Regions from separate parts of the Mus musculus genome. Here regions 1, 2, 4, 5 and 6 are each linked to region 3. The links are chromatin contacts, called in public HiChIP or PLAC-seq and promoter capture Hi-C maps. All regions are on one chromosome and are shown on one strand. The core of a region is the stretch at or near the end of the contact, and the rest is flanking DNA. Distances in the headings are between cores, read along the strand shown. Region 1 holds the start of Fasn (fatty acid synthase). Region 2 holds the start of Csnk1d (casein kinase 1, delta). Region 3 holds the start of Slc38a10 (solute carrier family 38, member 10). Region 4 holds the start of Eif4a3 (eukaryotic translation initiation factor 4A3). Region 5 holds the start of Ccdc40 (coiled-coil domain containing 40). Region 6 holds the start of Sgsh (N-sulfoglucosamine sulfohydrolase (sulfamidase)).

Region 1 (3,513 bases), core at 136-2,635, 670 kb after region 3:
AGTCAAATCAGGAACTTGCAAACAGAAGTGGGGCTTCAAGAAACAGGGTCTGGGGCACTCTCACCTTAAGCCACGGGGAAGCCAGCGCGCTTCCCTTTCACGAAGAGGGTGGAGACTGACTGCCGTTCAGTGCCAGCCAGGACGCCAGGCTTGGTTAGGACCCAGAGGGAACAGGCCCGACAACTAGTGAGTGCCCAGGCCTAGCAGGGCTGAGGCAAACCGATCCCCTGCCAATGGACCCTTTCAGCAAGGTCCGACCTGGAATACTACTCTCAGCTTGGTGCGGTTAGGGGAAAGGTGAAGCCTCTCGCCATCTGGTCGAACACTTTGTAACCTGGCCGAGGCAGCAGAAGGATCTGCTAGATCCTCCTGTCCCTAAGGCACTTGCCCAGGGCAGTTCAGGCCTTGCAACCGTAGTCCAACGAGAAGGCTTCCGTGCCACCCAGCCGGTGAGGCCTGGATGGTCTGATGACTTCCGCTGAGGCCCCTGGGGCCTCGTGCGCACCCAGACCCGCATCTGCCTTCTCCAAGCTGAAGCCCGGGTACCACCGCGGCCTCCTGCGCCCTGCCAAAGCCGCCCAGTGCGAGTGAAGGCCCCGGCCCCATCCACGAGGCGCCCAGACTCCTGCACCCGGTTGGCGCGGCGCCCACGTGACAGCGGCCCGCCGCGCTGGCTCTCCGCACACCCCTCCCGCGCCCCTCTCGGCCTGATCGCGGAGCTCAGCCCGGTGGCTGGCTGTCGGAGGGGCGCGGCGGCGCTTTTGTGAGCGCAGGGGTGCCGAGGATGGGCGCCCGCCTATCCTTCCACTGGAGCCGTGGCATCCCGACACCGGCCTGCCGCCCCGGAACCCCGAACGCAGCGGCGTACCTGTCTGGGCTCTGGAGGCAGACGACAAGCGAGGAGCGCGGCAGGCGAACTGGACGGGACGCCGCTGCCGTCTCTCTGGCTCCCTCTAGGCCGCGCCGGCGCTATTTAAACCGCGGCCATCCCCGCGCGGCCACGCCACATGGGCTGACAGCTTGGCTGCGCCGCCCAGGCCAATGAGCGTCGGGGCTGCGCCCCGGGACCCGGCGCGCCGCCGCCGGTGGGGTGATGCCCGCGCGCGCCGCCCCCAGCCGGGACCCTGCACGGGCGCGCGCTGGAGCACAAGGAACGCGCAGCCCCCGCCTGCTTCCGTCCCCGCCCCCGGCCTCGCGCGGGCCACGCGGGGCTCATCCCGACGCCCTCATCTCTGTCCTCCCACCCCCACCCCCTCGCGGCCGGTGCCAGGTGTGCACTGTGCGCGCGCAGTGTGGGTCGGGCGTGCTTGGTCACACTGGAAACTCTGCACTGAGGAGGACACCAGGGCCACGCGGGGGGACAGGTCCGTGTCGCTGCGATTCCACGCCGCGATCGTAGCGCGCGCGGAACCGAGGGGCGTGGCCTGCTCCACATCGAAACCAATTGGACACCGAGGCCGTTCTCGGTGGCCCAATGGCGGCGCGCGGGTGGGCGTTGCTAGGCAATAGGGTGATGGGCCGGCAACAGCGGCAAAGCACTTCGCGGGCCCCCGCGCAAGCGCGGTCGTTGACCCTGGCGGAGGGCGCCTCAGGCGGGGTTACTACCGGTCATCGTGGCCCAGCTTTCTCGGACTCCCACCCTCTGTGGCCACCTTGGAGACCAGGATGCGGGCAGGGACGGGAGCAGTAGGCAGGATAGGGAACACTGACGGGCGCGTGTGGCGGCCTCCGGAGTCCGCTCAGTGTCCAGGCGCGGCCATCTGGCGAGCGGGATACCACCCCTCCCCCGCCTGGTGGGAACAAAGGAGCTGCTGCGCGCCTCCCTGAGTTTCCGGGACCCTCTCCCTCCCTCCCTTTAAATTCCTCTTTTCAAAGGGTTATCGAATTTGGGGGCGGGGGATGACAAAACTCACCGTCCAAAAAGACACAGACTTCTCAGGGTTGGGTCCCTTGAGTGCCTAGAGAGGTTGTTCCCTTCCCTCCTGTCCTTCCACTACAGGCCCAGGCCACTAAGACTGACCTCCTTATGGGGTAATGGCCCGGGAGTGGGGGGGAGGGGGAAGGGGGCTAGTGTCAGTGGTCCTTGACTGCAAGTCTATAGCAAAAGCCAGAGCCTCAGAGCCTTGCTTGTCAACCCTGGCTTCTAGCTTCTCCAACTTGGCTATCCACCCAGGCTTTCTGTGGAAGGAGGCTAAGCAGGGACCCTGAAGGGCAGCCTATAGGACTGGCAGGTGTATTCTGCCCATAAGCTGGCTTGCCCCCAAGCTCTCCCATTTTGCCCCTATGCCTTTGTGGGTGTCTTTGGGTTTCAGGGCCAGCCTAGGAAAGTTTTACAAAAGGCCTGTACACATACTAGCCAGAGCAGTCCCACCCCAGCTCCTGGTGCCTTGAGATAGGTCATGTTTGCCTTCTCACTGGCCAGGCTGCTGGCCAACCCTAAGTGGTCAGCAGAGCTCTGCCCTCTGCAGCTGTCAGGGTCTCAGCTGGAGGAGATGTAACCCAGGGATGCAGAGTCTGGGCCGTGCACAGAGCAGGATGCTGAGGGCAGAGCAAACTTCTCTGATCATCTTTTCACCAAAGGAAGTTGCATGGCTACATCTCAGAAACACGTGACAAACAAAGTGGATTGCCAGATGTGGATATGAGAGAGCCACGTCAGGATGGCCTGCCATGGCCCCTGCCAGTCGTGAAAACAGCACAGTGTACCTAGGTGGGCTCTTGTAAAAGCATCCTATGGCTCTCTCTTTGCATATGCACCTTGAGAGCTACCTACTACAGACCCACAGCAGGAGTGATCTGCAGATGTCTGCTACCTAGGCCTGAGTTATTCAACTGGCATCCAAGACCACATTACTGAGTGTGGGCTTCCCTGTAATGTTGTGATGGCCCACCATGTGAGCCAGCCAGCCTGGAATCACTGTCAGGATTTTACACACAGAGATGCAAAAATGAAGCTGCAAGAGTCACATGATTAGTCAAGGACACACAACAACCTGGACCTGGGAGCTGCCTGGACCCTGCAGCCCTGTGTGTCTGATACCCAGCAAGGCTAAGGCCATGGGCCTCTTTAAGTCATGCTATGGACAGGAAGTGGTCAGGCAGGTCTCATGAGGTTTTCAGTAGGCAGATGGGTCTGGTTCCGAGACTGGGCCTCTGGGTGGCCAGGCCCATGCTCCCGGGAGGACCTCTCATACAGTGTTCCTTGGGGACATACTTTGCAGGTGGCCACTCTATTCTGCCCACCAGGCTCTGGAGGACAGTGTCACCGACAGGGCGAGTGCACAGTGGCTGTGGGTGGTGACAGGCAGGGGGCAGAGGCCAGCCCAGGATCCAGCCTGCATTCCCCAAGTAGGACAAGACAGACAACTTCACAGGCCAAACAGATGGAGGAGGCTTTAATTGCTCTTTAGCATCAGAAAGGCCATCATTTGGGATGCTGTCCTGTGCTCACAACCCACCTGTATACCATGTGTATTCTCACTCCCAACTTGTATAACCACAGGCCCCACGTAC
Region 2 (3,016 bases), core at 37-2,536, 840 kb after region 3:
GGTGTCCAGTAGTCAACTTAGATGCTCAACATATCCTCAAGACCCCAACCAAACCAAGGCCTTTCAGGCCAGGCACAGGGAACATTTTCAGTCCTGATTTGGAGGAGAGTGGCAGCCAGGAGGCTATGGGTGATCCCTTTAGCGGGTCAGCTAAGTGGAGATGCCATTGTGGAAAAGAGCAGGCCCAGACTGCTCCAAGAACCCTCAGAAATCAGCCGGTCGTTTCCCCCATTTCTGACCGGGACACTCCCCACCTCCACACTACATCTGGCTTATTTTGACATTTCTCCCCCACACATGAAAACATCCAGGACGCCACTGCAGAGCTGAGGAACAGCACCAGACCCTTGGCGGAGCAGAGCATGGCCTTTGTTTACTGCGGTGACCTTAGGTGGGGGAGGATGCTGACGCCCGGCCCAGGCCCTGCCCCCTCCGGGCCCCACCCCCAGCCTGCTGCCCTCCCCTGCCCCGCTCTCCCCTCCCCCTCCCCGCTGTCCCCCCCCGGCCCCCGCCCCCAGTCCTTTTCCCACGCCCTCTGACACCCCACCACCGAGGCCCGCTGGCCCCCGCCTCTAGGCCTCCTTCTTCCTCTCCCGGGTCCCCGACCATCCCCAGACACGCTCCGAGCTCTGCCCCCCGGCCTGCAGTCCCCAAGACCGGCCTGTCCTTCCAGCCCTTCCCCGCACCCCACCCCGACCCGCCGCGCCGCGCCCAGCCCCCCGGCCGCGCTCGCACAGCGGCCGTTGGTGTCTGGCCGAGGCCGGTGCCCGGGCCCTCGGCTGCGGGGATGCCGAACGTCCACTCCGGCCCTCCGCAGGCCTCGGCCTGCCGGGGACCCCGCCCGCCGATCCGCAAGGCCCCCGGGCGCTCGATGGCGCCGGGCCTCACCGAGATAGATGTCTCCGAAGGAGCCGCTGCCGATCTTGCGGCCCAGTCGGTACCTGTTCCCGACCCTCAGCTCCATGGCAGCGGTGCGGCTCGCTACTGCCCGCCCGGCCGCTTCCTGGGTCTGCGCTCCGGGAGGCGGCGCCGCTGCTGCCGCTACTGCGGGTCCGGTCCGACTCCGCCCCCCTCACGGCCCCGCTTTCACCATCGCTTTCCGGTCGCCCCGTCGCTCTCAGCGCCTCAATACGGGGCGGATGGGACAGTCCGAGCGCCGCCGCCGCTGCTCCGGCCCTTGCCGGCCCCGCTCGCCCTCTCCCCGCCGCGGATGGACTCGGATCTTCCGGGCCTAAATCCCCCTTCAGCTGCCTAAAGGAGCCGCCGCCATCGCGCTGTGACGTCACTTCCCCTAGCAACCCAAGGGGGCGGGGCCACCGTGCTCGGGGGCGGGGCTTGGCTACTTGATGGATTGCGCAGTCGCAACCAGGCCTGTTTCTCTGTCCCAGTGTCCACCGTTCCCGCAGGATGACTCCAGCTGGTCTCTTTGGTCTTCCCATTTGTCTCCAATAGAAGTCCGAGGAAGCTAAGCCATGTGTGGTAAGAAATGCCTGTAGTTCCAGCCCTTGGGAGTTCGAGACCAGCCTGGGCTATAGCGACCCTGCCCCTAAACAGGCAGAGAGAAGCCGAATAGCAGTTCCTTTTGTAGACCCCGGGAAAGGCCCTTTACAGATAGGGGAAAAGGGCAGAGAGGGCGGTCCAGGCCTAGCTCTGAGATCACAGGTAGACAGTTAGCTTTTGTAGGAATCACCAGTTGTGGGCTTTGAATGGTGCAAAACGTGCCTGCTGCTGCCTGCCAGCTTCTTGCACACAAGGGTGGAAGAAAAGAGGTCTTCCTGGGACCCACTGTGGGCAGGAAGGTCAGTGTTGAGTTCACTGAGGGTGTAGAGGGTATGTCTCAGACTCTGATCGCTCTCCAGGGCTGTCTGCCTGGAGAGAGAGTCAACATTTTTATCTGGTCTGCATTGGATCTGCATGTTCCCCTGGCAAACACAAACATGAATTCTGAAGTTCAGGCTGACGGCCAGCTTCCAAGACTTGGCTGTCCATTCTGACCACTGAGGAGGGACTCTGGAGGAGCTACCACACAGGAGGTGCCCCCTAACCAGGAGGGGACAACCTTCCAAATAGATGCTTTTCTAGGCCCACTCTCACCCAGCCAGAAACACGAGAGTCACAGATGAGTGTAATGCTTCTATTTGGTCAGCTAGCACCCGTAGCATCTGCACAGGGTATCACGCTGCATGACAACTCAGCAGCCCTGCAGAAGCACGTGGAGCTGACATGTCTTCTAGTCTCCCAGCTCCACCACCCTTCCTTTTGGTGGTCCTGCAGTGCCTGCCTGCACACAGTTGGCAGTCAGGTTGGGGAGCATTACACAGCCGGAGACAGAAGACACCACAAGGCAAACTGAAACCAGTGGTCACTGAGCGGCAGGTATGGGAACTGCCTAGCTTTTTAGTCCAGGAGTCAGAGCCAGATGCGGCCAAACTAGTAAAAATAATCTTACTGACAGAATTCAAGTATAATTTTTTTTCTGTTGATGAACAATACCTAACTTCATCTGAGAAGCCCCTATATTGAACTGAAAACAGCAAACCTGGTATCTGGCCTAACCTCTCTCTTACCAACCTCGGGCCTGATCTTTGCCTAGCGGTCTTCCCTCTGGGAGCACCTGCTCTGTCTGGAATAGAGAGCCGAGGGTGTGAGCTGCTGCGTGCCTAGGGCTCTGCACACCCTTCTTATTACTTGTATACAGGACAGTCAGCTGATAAAGTGACCAAAGTTCTTGCTGCGTTTTACTTACTCGATGGTCAGAAGGAGGCAGTGCACGGAAGAGGCCCCAGGCAGGATCAATGCTCTGGGTTTTGAAGGTCATTTGCAAGTGTCCTGTGCTGGGGTTCTTGGCTTCTCATCACAGTCCCTTGCTGCAGAATGTGTGTGCCAAAGCCATCGCCATCCCCTGGGCATGCCGGGCAGAGATTGCACTGACTGAGATCATGGTGGCTCTTCACCACGGGCACCTCTGAAGTTTAGGTTCTTTCTATACTTACACAATCTACCCTCTCACAACGCT
Region 3 (3,534 bases), core at 679-3,178:
AGTGTGCCAGCATTATGGAATTCCTCAAGTGTACAGTAAGGTACATATGTTCCTTTACCTCATGAAAATTCATCAAGTGTGCATTTAAAATATATGCAGTTTTCCACACACTAAATACAATAAAATGTTTCTCCTTTTTAATTGCCGGAATCACTAAACAAACTAGCTCTAAACCCAAAGGTTTGTTTTTTTTTTGGTTTTTTTTTTTAGCTCCCCCTAAACACTAAGACATTCCCCACTCTGCTGGACTCATGGCTTTGCCCCAAGGCTCCGGAGGAGATAACAATCTAGTGATAGGAACTGACAGGTTTTAGGCACAGTTTGACTGTTTCTGGTCTCTCTTGCACTGGGTTCCAAGCTCTCCCCAAGCAGATCTTCACTGGGCTCATCATCTCCGTTTGCTCTGGTAGAGGCCTAGCACCTGTGCACAGCCAGGCTCCACAAGAGACTGCTCAACCACCTGAGCCCAAACAGCTAATTTCCCAGTCAGCTATGACAGACCCCAGTAAAGGGTCAGTCACACTTCACAGACAGGCAGCAAGGATGACAGAGTTCACTTGGAGATTCGAAACCAGCCAACACTCAAGTCCCAGGATGCAATTCTGCTGACAGACAGTTTCCATGGACACTGGGACACGTAGGCACTCCAAAGACACCCAAAACCATCCCCCAACAACTCAACACTGGGGTTCACAACACAGATGTCACCCCAGAGGATCTAGCTCTGTCCTCCTGTCTACATCTATTAACCATATCAAATACCCTACCCGGGAACCCTAGATACAGTCTCAATCAGGATAGGTTGTTGAGGATCAAAAACTCATTGATTAAAAAAACTTGTTTTCTATTTTTAGCCTGGGATGTGAACGACAAAACACACGAAGTAGTTGTTAGTCTACTATTAAATTATCAACAACCCATTTTCACTTCCAAATGTCTATCCCGGATTAATCTTCCACCTCATCTCCTGGGAGTCATCAGATAGGAGGAGTGGTCTCTGCCTTGATAACCCACTGTTTCAATAGAACAGGACAGCAGCCCGCGTGGCATGGATGAGCGACGGGGAACCCCGCCACTCCCTTTGTTAAGAGAGTCATTACCCAATTTGACGTTTCCATCTGCTTCCGCAACTCACTGGCAGACACAACAAAGCCACGTAGAAATGACCATCTTTTCATGTGGCATTCAACACAGAAATAACACCAAACTTTTTTGTATGCCGGCTTTTCCAACTGCGGTGACACATGATACAGATCAGACCAAACGAATGCTTTAAATCGCCTTGAGTAAAGGTGAGTAGCCGAAGCCGAGGACCGGCATGCTTCCGTGCCATGCAGTCGGTCAGAGTCAAAAACAGGACCAACAAAACCACTATCAATCCGCTAACGTATCCTTCTCTGTGCCTTTCCGTACAGTGTGAGCAACCGCTGAGCGCGCAGATCCGGACCGCGACTCGCTTCGGGGACGTTGCTTGGGTCTCTTCCCGACCCGCGGTGCTCACACCCCCTTCCCACCAAACGAGCACTTCAACCTGATGCCCCCGCGCCCTCGACTCACCTGCTTGAAGCAGAAAGGCATGGTGAGCACGCTGACGCCCACGATGCTGTTCACCACGTTCGTGATCAGCCCCCACTTGGAGGTGGAGGCGGCCGTCATTTTGAGGGTCTAGGGACCAGGACAGAGCGACCCTAGATAACCCTAAACCTGAAGCAGGGGGGGCCGCGGACAGGCGTCGCGAGGTCAGCCTCCAGACCCTGCCAGGCTCCGCAGCAGCCTCATAGCCATGGTTCCAGGTTCCCGCCTCCGCCTCCCCAGAGTGAAGCGGGAACCCGGAAGCGCCGCAGGCAACGCTAGCAACACCTCAGCTCCGCTTCGCTGCCTCCGGCACCCAAACTTCCGCCTTCGGAGCCTACTCTACCAGGAAGTGACGGTATCAAAGGGCGGGATGAGGCGGGACGCCAGCCAACTAGAAGTAGGTGTGTATGCCCGAGGAGGCGTGGTTTGGGTGGGCCCAGAGGCGGAGCTAGGCGTAACTCTGGCCAATAAGAAGTATGTGGGGGGAGGGACGGCGGGACGTGGGGCGGGGTCTGAATCAGGGCGGGGCTACAATCTGGGTTAGGGGTTCCAGGCTTAGACTAGTGACTGTGGCCGCTGGTAGAAGAGTCATTTGCTGGGTACAACCTCTAGTGGAACAACAGGAGAGAAAGAGAAGGACTACCTTTCAGGTGAGGAGTGGGCTCTTGAGGGTTAATTTTCAGGTCCTTGCGCACAGGAAGGATTTTGGGTCACAATTGGAGGACCTGTCTAGACTGAATGCCAACTTATTGGGACAAAATTAGCACTTAACGTTTTACAGATAAAAATCATCGGGACACCGGGAGGTTCAGAGACTCAGCAAAGTCACAACAGCCTGGAGGAGGGAGCATGGAGATGTGTCTGTTTGATACGCTAAGTGGGTGAAAATGGTCTACTGCCCTAATATGAAAGAAAACCAGAGGAAAGGTAAAAAGGAGAGACTAGGGAAATCTAGGATTTCAAGAGATGGTGGCTTCTGTACTGGAAGGACTAATGAGAATTCTTCCTGGAGTAATGGACATTAAAGAGACTAGAGAAAAGAGAACGCTCCAACACCTAAGTGGATTACTGGCACCTGGCAGTGTTCTTTATGGTGGTGTCTGTGGTGAATGAAGGCCTAGGGACCTGAGGTCCAAGAAAGACCCCACAATGATTCCAGGAGGCCAGAGCTGTGCATGCAAGGAGGAACTTCAAGCTGCCTAAAGAGGCTCTCCTAGAAAACAATTTGAGGCCCATGCAAGATCTCAGACAAGGGACAAATTCTTCCAGCATCAGGCAGAGCAGCTTCTAGAGATGAGAGAGAGAGAGAGAGAGAGAGAGAGAGAGAGAGAGAGAGAGAGAGAGAGAGAAAGGAAAAGCTAGAAAGAGCAATTGGTGGCATGAGCCATTAATCCCAGCGTTCAGGAGGCAGAGACAAGCAGCTCTCTTGAGTTTGAGGACAGCCTGGTCTACATAAGTGAGTTCCAGGACAGCCATGGCTACGTGGAGAAACCCTGTCTCGAACAAAAAAAAAAAAAAAGGAGTAATTGAATACAAAGCCAGAATAGGGTTGGAGAGATGGCTCAGTGGTTAAGAGCACTGACTGCTCTTCCAGAAGTCCTGAGTTCAGTTCCCAGCAACCACATCATAATGGGATCCAATGCCCTCTTCTGGTGTGTCTGAAGACAGCAACTGTGTACTCATATACATTAAATAAATAAATCTTTAAAAAGAAAAAACCAAAATACTAAGTGTCTGTATTCATCGTTTGTAAGTGAAGTCATTGTCCACAATCTATCTGACCCGTTTCTGTGTTTCCATATTCATGTATCTGATGTTCATCCCTAAGAAGGGGCTGCTCAGGGCTGGAGAGATACACTGACTGCTCTTCCAGAGATCCTGAGTTCAATTCCCAGCAACCACATGGTGGCTCACAACCATCTGTAATGAGATCGGATGCCCTCTTCTGGTGTGTCTGAA
Region 4 (3,548 bases), core at 575-3,074, 850 kb before region 3:
TGAGATGCCCCGTGCTTGCCTGCAGGCAGCCCCATCCTAGGTACCTACCACCCCACCTGCTGGGCATTACCACCAGCAATGAGAACAGAATGAAGACTACACAAGGCTGTGCACCCTGTTAGTCCCAGCAGAGAGGCTGAGCAGGCGGATCTCTATGAATTCAAGGCCAGCTGGTCTACAGAGTGTTCCAGGACAGACAAGACTATGTAGAGACCTGTCTCAAAACAAACAACAACAAAAACACAAGTACTTTCCAAATAAGCAGACATAATTTATACAGAAAAGATGTTGTTGGTTTGCTTTGGTGTGTGTGGGGGTGGTGGGGGGGTGGTGAGGGGTTGTTCAAGATAGGGTTTCTCTAAGTAACAGAGCCCTGGCTATCTTGAACTCACTTTGTAGACTGACCTCTGTCTCCCAAGTGCTGGGATTAAAGCTGTGAGACTGGCTTGTTGTAGTTTATTTTTACACTCTTTTAAGATGTAGCTAGTGACACTTGCCAGCTCAACACAGGACTTGTAATGCTATTCTTGGCTGCCAACTTGCCTACATCTGGGATTACCGAAAACCCAAGCTGGGTATCATTAAAAATGGGAGGGACCAATCTTCCTGGTCTAGTGAGTTCCAGGGCAGCTAGGGCTAGGTAGAGACCCTACCTCAAAACAACAACAACAACAACAATCCTGGCTTGGTGTGGCACACCTTTAACCCCACCATCTGGGAGGCAGAGGCAGGGAATCTCTGAGTTTGAGGCCAGCCTGGTCTACAAAGAATTCCAGGACGGCCAGGGCTCCAAAGAGAAAGTCTCAAAAAAAAAAAGGAAAAAAGAAAAGGACAGAAACAAAAAGACAAAGCTCATTTGGCCTCCCTTAAATGCTCCTAAACACACACCAGCAGCATGACCGACCATTCACTCAAAAAAAAAAAAAAAAAAAAAAAATCCAGCTCCAACTCAACGACAACATCAGCATCTCTCTTCTACAGTCCGGCCATCACCCCCGCCTCCTCTTCTAACTCCAAATCCAGACACCAAGATAAACTTTCAAACTGTAAGCCCGATCCTGTCAATTTTGCTTAGAGCCCTGCAGTGGCTTCCAGCGGTATTTAGGAATGAATCTCAAAATCTTTACCCAGGCGTTTAAAACATGACAGGGGGTTCTTTTTCTGTTCCTGGCACAGGTCTGGCCATGGCTTCGAGAAGCCAGGGTCACCCTGGTGATTATGAACGCCTCTGGGAGCTCTCTCTCGGCTCTTTTAACTGTCCCCTACCAATCTACCTACTCTACCCAGCTGCTCATTCTCTTGTTTTCCCAATTCCCACCGCCTGAAGCACTTTGGCTTCGTGTTTTTCGCCTCCCTAGAAAGCTTTAAACTCCCTAAGGCGAGAACCCACCAGACTTAGAGCCGCGACTTCCCCATCAAAGCTCGGGGCACCTCGGGGGACACACATGGCGATCCGCTCGCTACACGAGCCACTGAAGAGCCTGGCTGACTGCAGCCCCGGGGGAGCAGGCCGGAGCTCTGGGGCGGAGCCGCTCGTCGCCGCCGGGCCTAACCCCGTCCTACCGGGGCCCGGCCCCCAACCTCCCCCGCCTCGAGGCCCGCGCCCCACCGTAGGCGTAGATGCCGCGCAGCAGGTCCTCTCGCAGGCCCATGGTGTCGAACGTGGGGGTCACGTCCACCTCCTCGCTCGTCTCGAACTCCACTTTGGTCATGTCCTCCTCTTTGAGCAGCCGCTTCCGCGCCGAGCCAGACGTCGCCATCGTGGCGTTAGCCGCCATGATCCGGATTCCGCAGAAAGACAACTGCAAGCCGCGGCGGGAACCGGATGTAAGGCGCGCGCCGCCGGCCCGGTCGGGAGGAAGTGACGCGCCGCAGCGCCGCGGAAGAGCGTCAAGAGGGGCGGAAGGCACGGCGCTCCAGGTCTCGCGATATTCCGCGCTCCGCGGGATTCGGCGAGAGGCTGGGCTTGCCGTCGCTAAGCGCCTGCGGCTCTCCGTACTCTCGGCTCCTTGGATGTCCGCAGCCGGCTCGGGATAGGGATGTGGGTCTCTGGGAGGAGCAAGACGGACGCCAGGGTGTCCCCGAGGGTACGGGGCAAGGGAAGATGGCACCGCCCGATGGGCTCCGCGCTCCTTCGCAGCTGACTGCGTTGCCATGGCAACCGCAGCGCTAAGCGGCGGGAGAATCAAGCTGCTCGCCCGGGGTGGCTGGGGAAATCAGTGGGGACCGAGGGGAGAGCAGGGGCCGCCTAAGCTGCCATCACATCTGAGAATCCTTCAGAGCCGCTGACCCCAGTCACTCTGAAGAATCCTGATTTTCAACGTAGGCTCCACAAGGGCTTTGCTCCTTACTGGGGCACGTCTGTCTGTCTGTTTTGTTTGTTTCTGAGGGTGGATCGAGCCGTACCCCGAGTTCTAGCAAACATTCATTTGCACTTGGCCTCTTTCCTTTTTTCTGCTTTTGAGGAAAGATGACTAAATCGTTAAGAGCCGTTACTCCTCTTCCAGGGAACCTTGTTATGCTCCAGCGCTTAGACCGTGTGACTCACAACAGCCTGTCTTCCCCAGCTCCAAGCGATCCAGTACTTCTGGCCTCTGTGGGGGCCACACTCACACAAACACACACTAACACAAATCTTTTAAAGCTACTATAAGAAACCTCATTTTGTGTAGATATGTTTCGTTATAACCAGATTATCTTTTCATGGAGAAGTTGTGGGTTGCAGTATGTCCGCCCAAAAATAAATAAATAAATAAATAAATAAATAAAACAAGTTATCACCTCCTTCCCTAGAGAGCTCTGCTCTTGCTCTGGTATCAGGATTTGTCCAGACCAGGTAAACGATTGAAGACACAGAGCTGGCCACCCTTCTGGGACTAAACAACTGAGTTCCAAGTTCTCTTGCCTTCTCACTCCACAAGGATTTATTCCTGGTGCTCATGCAGTTTGGCAAGCCTGACTTTAAGGGTGGTTTTGCAATCTCTGCTGTAAAGTACACGTGGATTTTAATGACCTCCTAAGAAAAGAATGGAAAGTCTCCATTTCATACTGCCTGTTGAAATGAGTCTAATTATAGTTTGGGGATACTGTTTAAAATGCAGCTTAATTGCACTGTTTGTTACTTCATCAGATGTAACAACTAAAAAGGGCTTTATTGTGTTCCTATTGGGCCACTCTGCTCACATATCTTTGCCTATTGTGTCTGCGTATATTTGTGTATGTTCCTATGGTATGTGTGAGGGGGCAGACCCGTGCTACAGATGCAGATGCAGAGGTCGGGGGACAAATGTGGAGAGTGTGTTCTTTTCTCCCACCTTTAGTGAATTCCAGGATCAAACTCACTGGGGTCATCCCTTAACACAAGCTGTCTTCCCACCTTGCTGTAATTTCTTAGAGTACCCAAGTGATTTGAAGACCTTGGTTTTCTGTAAATCAGTAAGCAGCTGTAATCTATCAGTTATGAACAGTATGCCTTTGTCACTTGCCTTGTTAAAAGTATCTGGTCGACTTGGTTACATTGTATTTTATGCATAAATATCCACGTAAAA
Region 5 (3,540 bases), core at 280-2,779, 920 kb before region 3:
TCCTCTGAGCTCCATACAGGCACCACCAAGACACATGTGGGCACACACACCCCACACAATAAATAGTCATAATAAAAAATGTGGTTTTGAAAGCTTATAAACTGCAGCTCTTTCACGGGCCTGTTTTCGCACAACGAAAACCCACACATGGTGATCCGAGGCTGTTAACAGACACCGTGATTGCCAGGAGAGTCAACAGTTCCCAAGAAGAACTTCCTAGCTATACTCAAGACATTCCACTCACCAGAAAGCTATGGGGGGGGGGGGGGGACAAAACAAACAAACAGAGAAAAAACCCATAAGTACTGCTCAGCTAAGAGATCCATCCCCAGCAACCAGCTAAGAACCAACTCTGGTAAATTCCCAATGGGTGAATCTTAGCCGGCCCCTGTGCCCAAAGTCACCGCACCACTAAGTTCAATATTCGCTATCAAGGTTAATGTCAATATTTCTTCCAAGAGCTACATACATAGTTTCTTTTAAATTCTTTGATCAGTTATTAAGATTTAGAGTGGAGCCCCTAGTCCCCGGCTCTTTGCACCCATGTTCTGACCAGTATGCTTGGTGACAGGACACTTCCCCTCTCTCTCTCTTTCCTGATAAAGGAAGTTGACAGAGTCCATGGAACAAACTTTAACAGAGTCAAGAGACGCTTTTCTATTCCCCTATTTCTGAACGGAACCTGGACTAGATTGTGGCCAACATGTGACACCGACTTCGGAGGAACAGGCTTTTCTCACCGCGCGTTCTGGCAGGGTTCCGTGGGTTATTTTTAGCAATCTTAAATTGCCCTTTTTTCTTTTTATACTATCCCTTTTTTTCTTTCTTTCTTTTGAGGAAAGAGAGAGAGAGAGAGAGGCGCGCAGGCTAAAAAAGAAGCGAGGATCCTGACATGGGGCCTCTTAAATAGCCCTGACCATTTCCCCCTAGTGCCCCAACGCTAAGACCGCACACGCCCCAGGAGGGCATGGCACACCTTGGGGGCTCTGTCTGACAGTGCAGGAACCCCATAAGTTCTTCGCATGCTCAGACCAGCCAGCAAGACAAAGACCGCAAGTGCCCCGGCCCACAGCTCCAGACAGGCGAGGACCGAGTCTCCTCGAGTGGGCCCACTCCCAAAGCAGAGAGTCTCACTCGAGGGTGGAGTTCCCAGGGCGTCCCCAGCAAGATCCGGGTTCCTCCGCATCGCCCCCGCCCAGAGCCCAGAGCCGGTCCCCCAGCCACTCCCGGACCCCCGCGCAGCAGGCCCGGGTCCGGTGCGTGCAGATTCCAGGGTACCCAGGAACCGCCACGTCGTCCCGAGTGGACCCCAAAATCCCCGGCCCGCGATCCCAGAAGAACCCTGATACCCACCCGGGTCCCGCCGCGAGGGCTGGACACGCGCCGGCTCCAGGAGCCACCACCGCCGCCGCCACTGCCACCGCCGCCGAAAGCGAGGCGCGGCGGGGAGGGAATATGGAGAGGCCGTCCCCGCTCCGCCTCCGCTCCGCCCCCGCTCCGCCTCGCTCCGCCCCGGGGCCCAGCCCCGCTCAGCCCGGAACGCCAGGCACTAACTCCAACCTCAGGGTCCTGCGCATCCGTCGACCCCTGCTCGGGGCTTTCTGCTGACTCTGCAGGATCTCGCCACGCGCCTAGTACCCCGGACCCTGCCCTGGATGGGAGCCCTGTGCCCTCGATCCGAAAGGCAGGGCCTCCCTGTACCCATGTATGCGCTCACCCCTTGCATTTCTATTTCTCAAACTTAGGGTTACGAAGGAATGATGCTCCCCAAAAGGTACTGGTTCTTGAGTAACCCAAAGCTGGAAGTGGAAGAGCCAGAGCTAGGCGCGTTTCCCGGACCCAGCATCCCCAACCTGCCTGCCACTTTCTTTGAGTCCCTGAACATCATCAGGGTCACTCTACGGGAACTAAGTCCAGCCGGGAAAGTCTGGGACACATGGCGACGGACAGGCAAAACACATTTGTTCTTTAATGTGTTTGCTTAGTGTTTCTGTGTGAATCGATGGACGCTGCCAGACCCCGCCTCCTGCGGTCTTGGAGCACGCGGTCCAGACTTCGCCGGATGTTGATGGCGTAGCCTAGCAACGAGAGATGGCGGAGCCGGAGGACCAGGCTGACGGGTAAGCCCCGCAGGAGGGATAATAAACCCACCAGATGTTTTCACTAAATTTCTGCACGCAGGTACCCCCACCCGGACCGCCTTCTCCTTCACTTCTGTGCCCCTTCCCGCTCTTCTCCACTTTCTGGACCTGTCCTACACTACCCAACCCACGCTCCCCCATGTCCCCTATCTCTTGCACCTTCTGTTCTTTGTCCTTTTCAAGCGCCCCCCACCCCCCATCATTCCTTACTCCTAGCCCCTGCTTCTCCTGGACTACAGACTTTAACGCCCCGCGGTAACCATGGCAACCATCATGCTTGATAAACCCGCTGCAAAGCAGGACTTGGATGGATGGGACGCCGTTCAGTATTACAAGAGTGGGAAGAAAGGAGGAGCAGTAGCTCCGTTGGGATTGGGCTAGGCCCATACCTCCCCCTGCAAGATGGATTCCCCTCACCCCCATCATGGTCTTGAGGGATAGACTGATCCCCATCACTGAGTGAACCCCAAAATGCTGTTGCCGGCACTGTTTTAGGTTTTGTGCAAAACAAAAGCAAGTTTAAACAGTTCTATTTGCTCAGACTTTTCTGGGTTGTTTCATATAGTTAAAGTCCTTATGGACACCCATGGAAACACATCCAGAGTATATCCCACGAGAAGGCTAACTGTGAAGCCACAGGTATAGAATGAGCTCCAACTTGGGGAAGACTTGAAATGCAAAGATTCTGAGCAAAGGCAGGTGCACAAAATGCCTGCTCCAGTGGTGCTGGGAAGCAGAGGGGGGAATAGCCCAAGCTCTCATTGTCTGTGAAGCAGAAATCTGTATTCGTTTGTTTTTTAGAAAGCTAGCTTAGCTTTTTAAATAGTCTTAAATATTGCATGTGGCATATTTGTAGAAGTGGTGTGTGTGTGCACGCGCGTGTGCGCACATTCGTGCAGAAGCCAGAGGAAGATTCAGGCGTCCTGCTCTATCTATCTCTACCTTATTCTCTTGAAGCAGAACCTCTCATTGAGCCTGGAGCTTGACTGGTGGCCAGCAAGCCTTAATAGTCCTCCTGCCTCAAACCCTCACAGTGCTGGAGTTCAGGCACAAGCAACTGTGCCTAGCTCTTACGTGACTGCTGGGGGTCCAGACTCTAGTTCCTAACTAAGTTTTTGAAAAGCCAAAATATTTTACATGCAAACCTTGGCTATGTTGAGAAGTAGAGACGGCATGCTGTCCTCTCTCCTGAGACCTTCTCTGCTTGGCCCCAGAAACAGACTTCGCTGGGGTGTTCTCACACGCCGCTCCTTTCACGTTATAATTGCGCCTTACGTTCATTCCCATACCACATTTGTGGCCCGTGACTAGCATGGCCCAGCGATGGAAGAGTCTCTGCTGGCAGCAGAGTGGAGGAGAGGCAGAGGCCTTACCAGTGAACAGCTGGTATGCAGTGTGC
Region 6 (3,373 bases), core at 352-2,851, 800 kb before region 3:
GGAAGATGGGCAGGAGGACAGACAGGAGAACAGGCGGAAGGACAGACAGAAGAACAGGCGGGAGGACAGACGGGAGGATAGGTGGGAGGACAGGCAGTAGGACAAGCAAGAGGACAGCCAGGAGAATAGATGGGAGGACAGGGAGGTAGACAGACAGAAGGACAGGGAGGAAGACAGGCAGAAGGACAGGATGGAGGACAGGAGGGAGGACAGATGGGAGAACAGGCAAGAGGACAGCCAGGAGGACAGATGGGAGGACAGGCAGGAGTGGTTGTGTTACGTGTGCCTTCTGTTGCATGCCAGGAAGCCATGCTGCTTGCACACAGAGGTCTCAGCTCTTGCCTCTGACCCTGATCATTCAGTCCTAAAATTCCTGCTGTCATTATCTGAATCCAGTCTTCAACAGTTAAGTGAGGGTGGGGTCCAATCGAACAGGACTGTGGCATTTCTCTGTCAGGTTTGGAAATGAGACAGGTGTCATCAACAATCCAGGAAGGCCTCCCCAGAAACAGAGGGAGGAGCCGGCTCTCTGAACCCAGTCTCTCCATATAATGAAATTGTTAGACTTACATTGGTTTGTTAAAAACCTGGCCTGTAGTGTGGCGTGCATGTGTGCATGCGTGAGTGTGACTCTATTTTCTGCTTTGTCCGTATTTTCCCTGCATGTACATATACAACAGTTACAGATCCCTGTGAGCCGCCATGTGGGTTCTGAGTATTGAACCTGTGTCCTCTGGAAGAGCAGCCACTTCTCCTAACCACTGAGCCACCTCTCTAGCCCTGAGACTGCCAGGTTTTGTTGTGATGGCTGTCCAAGCTGAGACAGGACCGAAGTTCCAGAGCCACACGAACTGGCTCCAGAGGATTCCAGCGCCAATCCTATCCGGTGGATATACACCCTAGGCCGATCTTCGAGACTATCCTTGGAGAGATTGGGGGTAGTGCTGCAAAGACAGCACTGTTTATGTTACAATTAACCAACTGGCTTGCCCAGATACCACAAAGTTTATCAGAAGAGTGGGCCTGGCCCAGAGCCAGACCTCAGAAGGCCTGGGCTGTCACAAGCCAGGCACTGATCACCCAAACAGGAAGTCTCATGAATGCAGGAGGAACTTGGTGGTTTGCGTGGGCATTGGAGTACTGTACTTTTGGGCCAGGAGCTAAGAGAACTGACCAGGGCATCCTGCAAAAACTCGGGGACTCAGGCTATTCTCATTTCTGGAACCTTATCAGAGGTCTGCATGAGTAGCCGGGGTCCACCGGGTCTCCTTGGCAGCTTTGACTACAGATGTGGGAATGCTGGCCAGCTTGGGGATGGCAGAAGCGGGAGGGCCAGACGCATTTAGAGTCACCAGGAAGAGACCTGCAACAGGAGGCTCGGCAAGGAATTGGCGCGCCGGGGTCAGCATGGGCCAGTGGCGGGGAAGAGCCCAGTGGCCGCTTCTGGGAGCAGCAGCAGGTGGCCGTGCCAGGGACGGCGGCACTCACCAACTATCAGTAGCACGTTGCGCGAGTGCGCGCCGCAGAGTCCCAGGACCAACAGAATTGTGCAGCAGGCCAGTCCCGGGCAGTGCATGGCGGCGCCGGTCAGGGTAAGCGGTTCCGGCTCGTCCGCTCCCCACGGTCACGTGCACGGCAGGCCCCGCCCATGTCCTGCCCACTCTGTTTCTGAGATTCCTGCGGACTCAGCTACCGCCACTTCGGAAGACCCTGAGTCTCAGCGTCCGGTGGGTGAATCTGGGTCCTTGTGATGGAGAGAGGGAGTGTGTGGCGGTGTGGGCTGGGGTCACCAGGAGCTGTGGGGCCAGCGCTGAGTCCTCGGGTGAGCCCTACTCCGGGAACCCTCCCTACCGCAAACCATTAGAGTCCGGGCCGCCTTACTCCAGGTTCTCAGACTTGTTTGTGTTCCCCACTGGGACCTCAGCCTCCGTTTCCCAACCCCCCCCCCCCATACCCCACCCCGCGATCCCGGGATCCCGCGCTAGCGGCGGCGTGGGGGTGGGGAGGAGTGGATTTTGTCCAGAGTGTCATTTCCAGGGCTGGGGCGTGTGGACCAGTAATGAGGAGTCAGCTATGGGCTGGGACACGTGTGTGTGTGTGTGTGTGTGTGTGTGTGTGTGTGTGTGTGTGTGTGTGTGTGTGTGTCTGTTCGCCAGGATCTTAGCGGATGCTACGTACCTAGAATTAATTTGAGAGCTTCAGTTAGTCTTTGGAAAACAAAGTAGAATCTTCAGCCCTCCCACCCTTGGGCTATGAATGCCACAAGTGGGTGCTGGGTAAATCTTGACTTCAGGGATGTCACATACTCCCACCCCCTTTCCCCCAACTGCAGCCCTTAGTGGTGGGTGGAGTCCTACCTAACACCTTGGTGGCCCTCTGCGGTGGTGAGGTGTACACTTGGTGAGGTGTAAATCTTGGCTCCTCAGGGCCTCCTGGCTGCCTACCTACACACTCTGCCGGCCAGAGGAAGCCTGAGCCTGCAGGACCTGCTTCTTCTGGGCTGGGATAGTCAGGTTCCCCGGGGAGGGGGTAAAAGAAAGGAGCAGGTTCTTCGGGGTGAAAATGTCGTCTTTAGGCATCCCCTCAAGAGCTAGTTTGCGGGGGGCGGGGAGGGGGGGTTGGTAGGGGTTGACAGTGGAGAGACACCAGAGCTTGGGATCAGGGGCTATGGCCCAGAGATGGGAAAGAGAGGCTGAGGCCTCCCTGAATCCTTGGTGCAGGCCCATGTGCACATTTTGCTGGCTTCCTTTCCCAGATCATGGTGGTTTGGTAAACTTAGCCACCTGGCTCAGCCTCCCTGCCACAAAAGGCAGGCTATGCTCCTGACGCCCTTGGGAAGATAACGCCACCTTCTCCCAAGCTCAGCCCCTGATCACTGCTCCATGTCACCCATGCCCAGCTCTGTGAAAGGTCTGGGTCAGACCAGATCCCCCAGCCTGCACATGGCACCAGACACATGCTGCTGCTCTGCTACGGCCCTGAGGAGGAGGCTACCCGTCCTGGCCTGGGTGCCTGACTACTCTCTGCAGTGGCTGAGGCTGGACTTCATCGCTGGACTTTCCGTGGGACTCACCGTCATTCCCCAGGCCCTGGCCTATGCAGAAGTGGCTGGACTCCCACCCCAGGTGAAGTGACTGACCCCTCTGCTAGCTGTCCCCTCTCCACAGCCAGATAGATCCCTTCCTACTCCTCAGTGTCTGTCCACAGTTTGAAACACCGACCATGGAATCCAACACTTCCATGTGTCCGACCCAGACGGCCCCTTGGCGTCTAATCTCTTTTCATGTGACTTATTTTTGGTGCCAAGCGGTCCTAGATTTTCCAACTGGGGACCACATCATGCTTCATGGTGGCCTTACGAACAACCAGGCAC

The links. Promoter capture Hi-C pulls out the DNA fragments that hold promoters and counts their contacts. HiChIP or PLAC-seq counts read pairs in DNA pulled down with a chosen protein or histone mark. Capture Hi-C pulls out chosen DNA fragments and counts their contacts.
Region 1: a contact with region 3 is called in a promoter capture Hi-C map of pre-B cells, with 2.2 times the contacts expected there. The contact joins the promoter of Fasn here to the promoter of Slc38a10 in region 3. A contact is called at or near these places in 1 of 39 promoter capture datasets (pre-B cells) and 1 of 484 Hi-C or Micro-C datasets (CD8 T cells).
Region 2: a promoter capture Hi-C map of pre-B cells shows a contact between it and region 3, with 3 times the contacts expected there. The contact joins the promoter of Csnk1d here to the promoter of Slc38a10 in region 3. A contact is called at or near these places in 1 of 39 promoter capture datasets (pre-B cells) and 1 of 115 datasets of contacts at active chromatin or transcription factors (microglia).
Region 4: a promoter capture Hi-C map of pre-B cells shows a contact between it and region 3, with 4 times the contacts expected there. The contact joins the promoter of Eif4a3 here to the promoter of Slc38a10 in region 3. A contact is called at or near these places in 3 of 39 promoter capture datasets (the C10 cell line, liver and pre-B cells), 1 of 484 Hi-C or Micro-C datasets (CD4 T cells) and 3 of 115 datasets of contacts at active chromatin or transcription factors (cardiomyocytes, memory CD8 T cells and pancreatic cancer cells).
Region 5: an H3K27ac HiChIP or PLAC-seq map of large pre-B cells shows a contact between it and region 3, with 2.8 times the contacts expected there. The contact joins the promoter of Ccdc40 here to the promoter of Slc38a10 in region 3. A contact is called at or near these places in 1 of 484 Hi-C or Micro-C datasets (embryonic stem cells) and 2 of 115 datasets of contacts at active chromatin or transcription factors (large pre-B cells and pancreatic cancer cells).
Region 6: a promoter capture Hi-C map of liver shows a contact between it and region 3, with 2.0 times the contacts expected there. The contact joins the promoter of Sgsh here to the promoter of Slc38a10 in region 3. A contact is called at or near these places in 1 of 115 datasets of contacts at active chromatin or transcription factors (pancreatic cancer cells) and 1 of 9 other capture datasets (liver).

What each region holds. Positions count from the first base shown.
Region 1 is chr11:120,823,162-120,826,674 of GRCm38.p6, forward strand. It overlaps Fasn (fatty acid synthase), which reads right to left and starts at 1,386. Exons shown (of 43, transcript NM_007988.3): 1 at 869-1,386. Ccdc57 (coiled-coil domain containing 57) reads right to left here. Exons shown (of 19, transcript NM_027745.1): 19 at 3,381-3,513.
Region 2 is chr11:120,990,047-120,993,062 of GRCm38.p6, forward strand. It overlaps Csnk1d (casein kinase 1, delta), which reads right to left and starts at 1,287. Exons shown (of 10, transcript NM_027874.2): 1 at 889-1,287. The coding sequence starts at 964. LOC115486436 (a long non-coding RNA gene) reads left to right here and starts at 1,318. Exons shown (of 2, transcript XR_003949839.1): 1 at 1,318-3,016.
Region 3 is chr11:120,149,423-120,152,956 of GRCm38.p6, forward strand. Slc38a10 (solute carrier family 38, member 10) reads right to left here and starts at 1,929. Exons shown (of 17, transcript NM_024249.5): 1 at 1,558-1,929. The coding sequence starts at 1,656. It overlaps Gm11769 (a long non-coding RNA gene), which reads left to right and starts at 985. Exons shown (of 3, transcript XR_389232.4): 1 at 985-1,292; 2 at 1,416-1,976; 3 at 2,357-3,299.
Region 4 is chr11:119,298,219-119,301,766 of GRCm38.p6, forward strand. Eif4a3 (eukaryotic translation initiation factor 4A3) reads right to left here and starts at 1,825. Exons shown (of 12, transcript NM_138669.1): 1 at 1,610-1,825. The coding sequence starts at 1,778.
Region 5 is chr11:119,227,043-119,230,582 of GRCm38.p6, forward strand. Ccdc40 (coiled-coil domain containing 40) reads left to right here and starts at 1,530. Exons shown (of 21, transcript NM_001364767.1): 1 at 1,530-1,705; 2 at 1,986-2,120. The coding sequence starts at 2,092. Tbc1d16 (TBC1 domain family, member 16) reads right to left here and starts at 1,457. Exons shown (of 12, transcript NM_172443.3): 1 at 1,354-1,457.
Region 6 is chr11:119,353,909-119,357,281 of GRCm38.p6, forward strand. It overlaps Sgsh (N-sulfoglucosamine sulfohydrolase (sulfamidase)), which reads right to left and starts at 1,602. Exons shown (of 8, transcript NM_018822.3): 1 at 1,489-1,602. The coding sequence starts at 1,576. Slc26a11 (solute carrier family 26, member 11) reads left to right here and starts at 1,649. Exons shown (of 17, transcript NM_178743.3): 1 at 1,649-1,727; 2 at 2,900-3,125. The coding sequence starts at 2,943.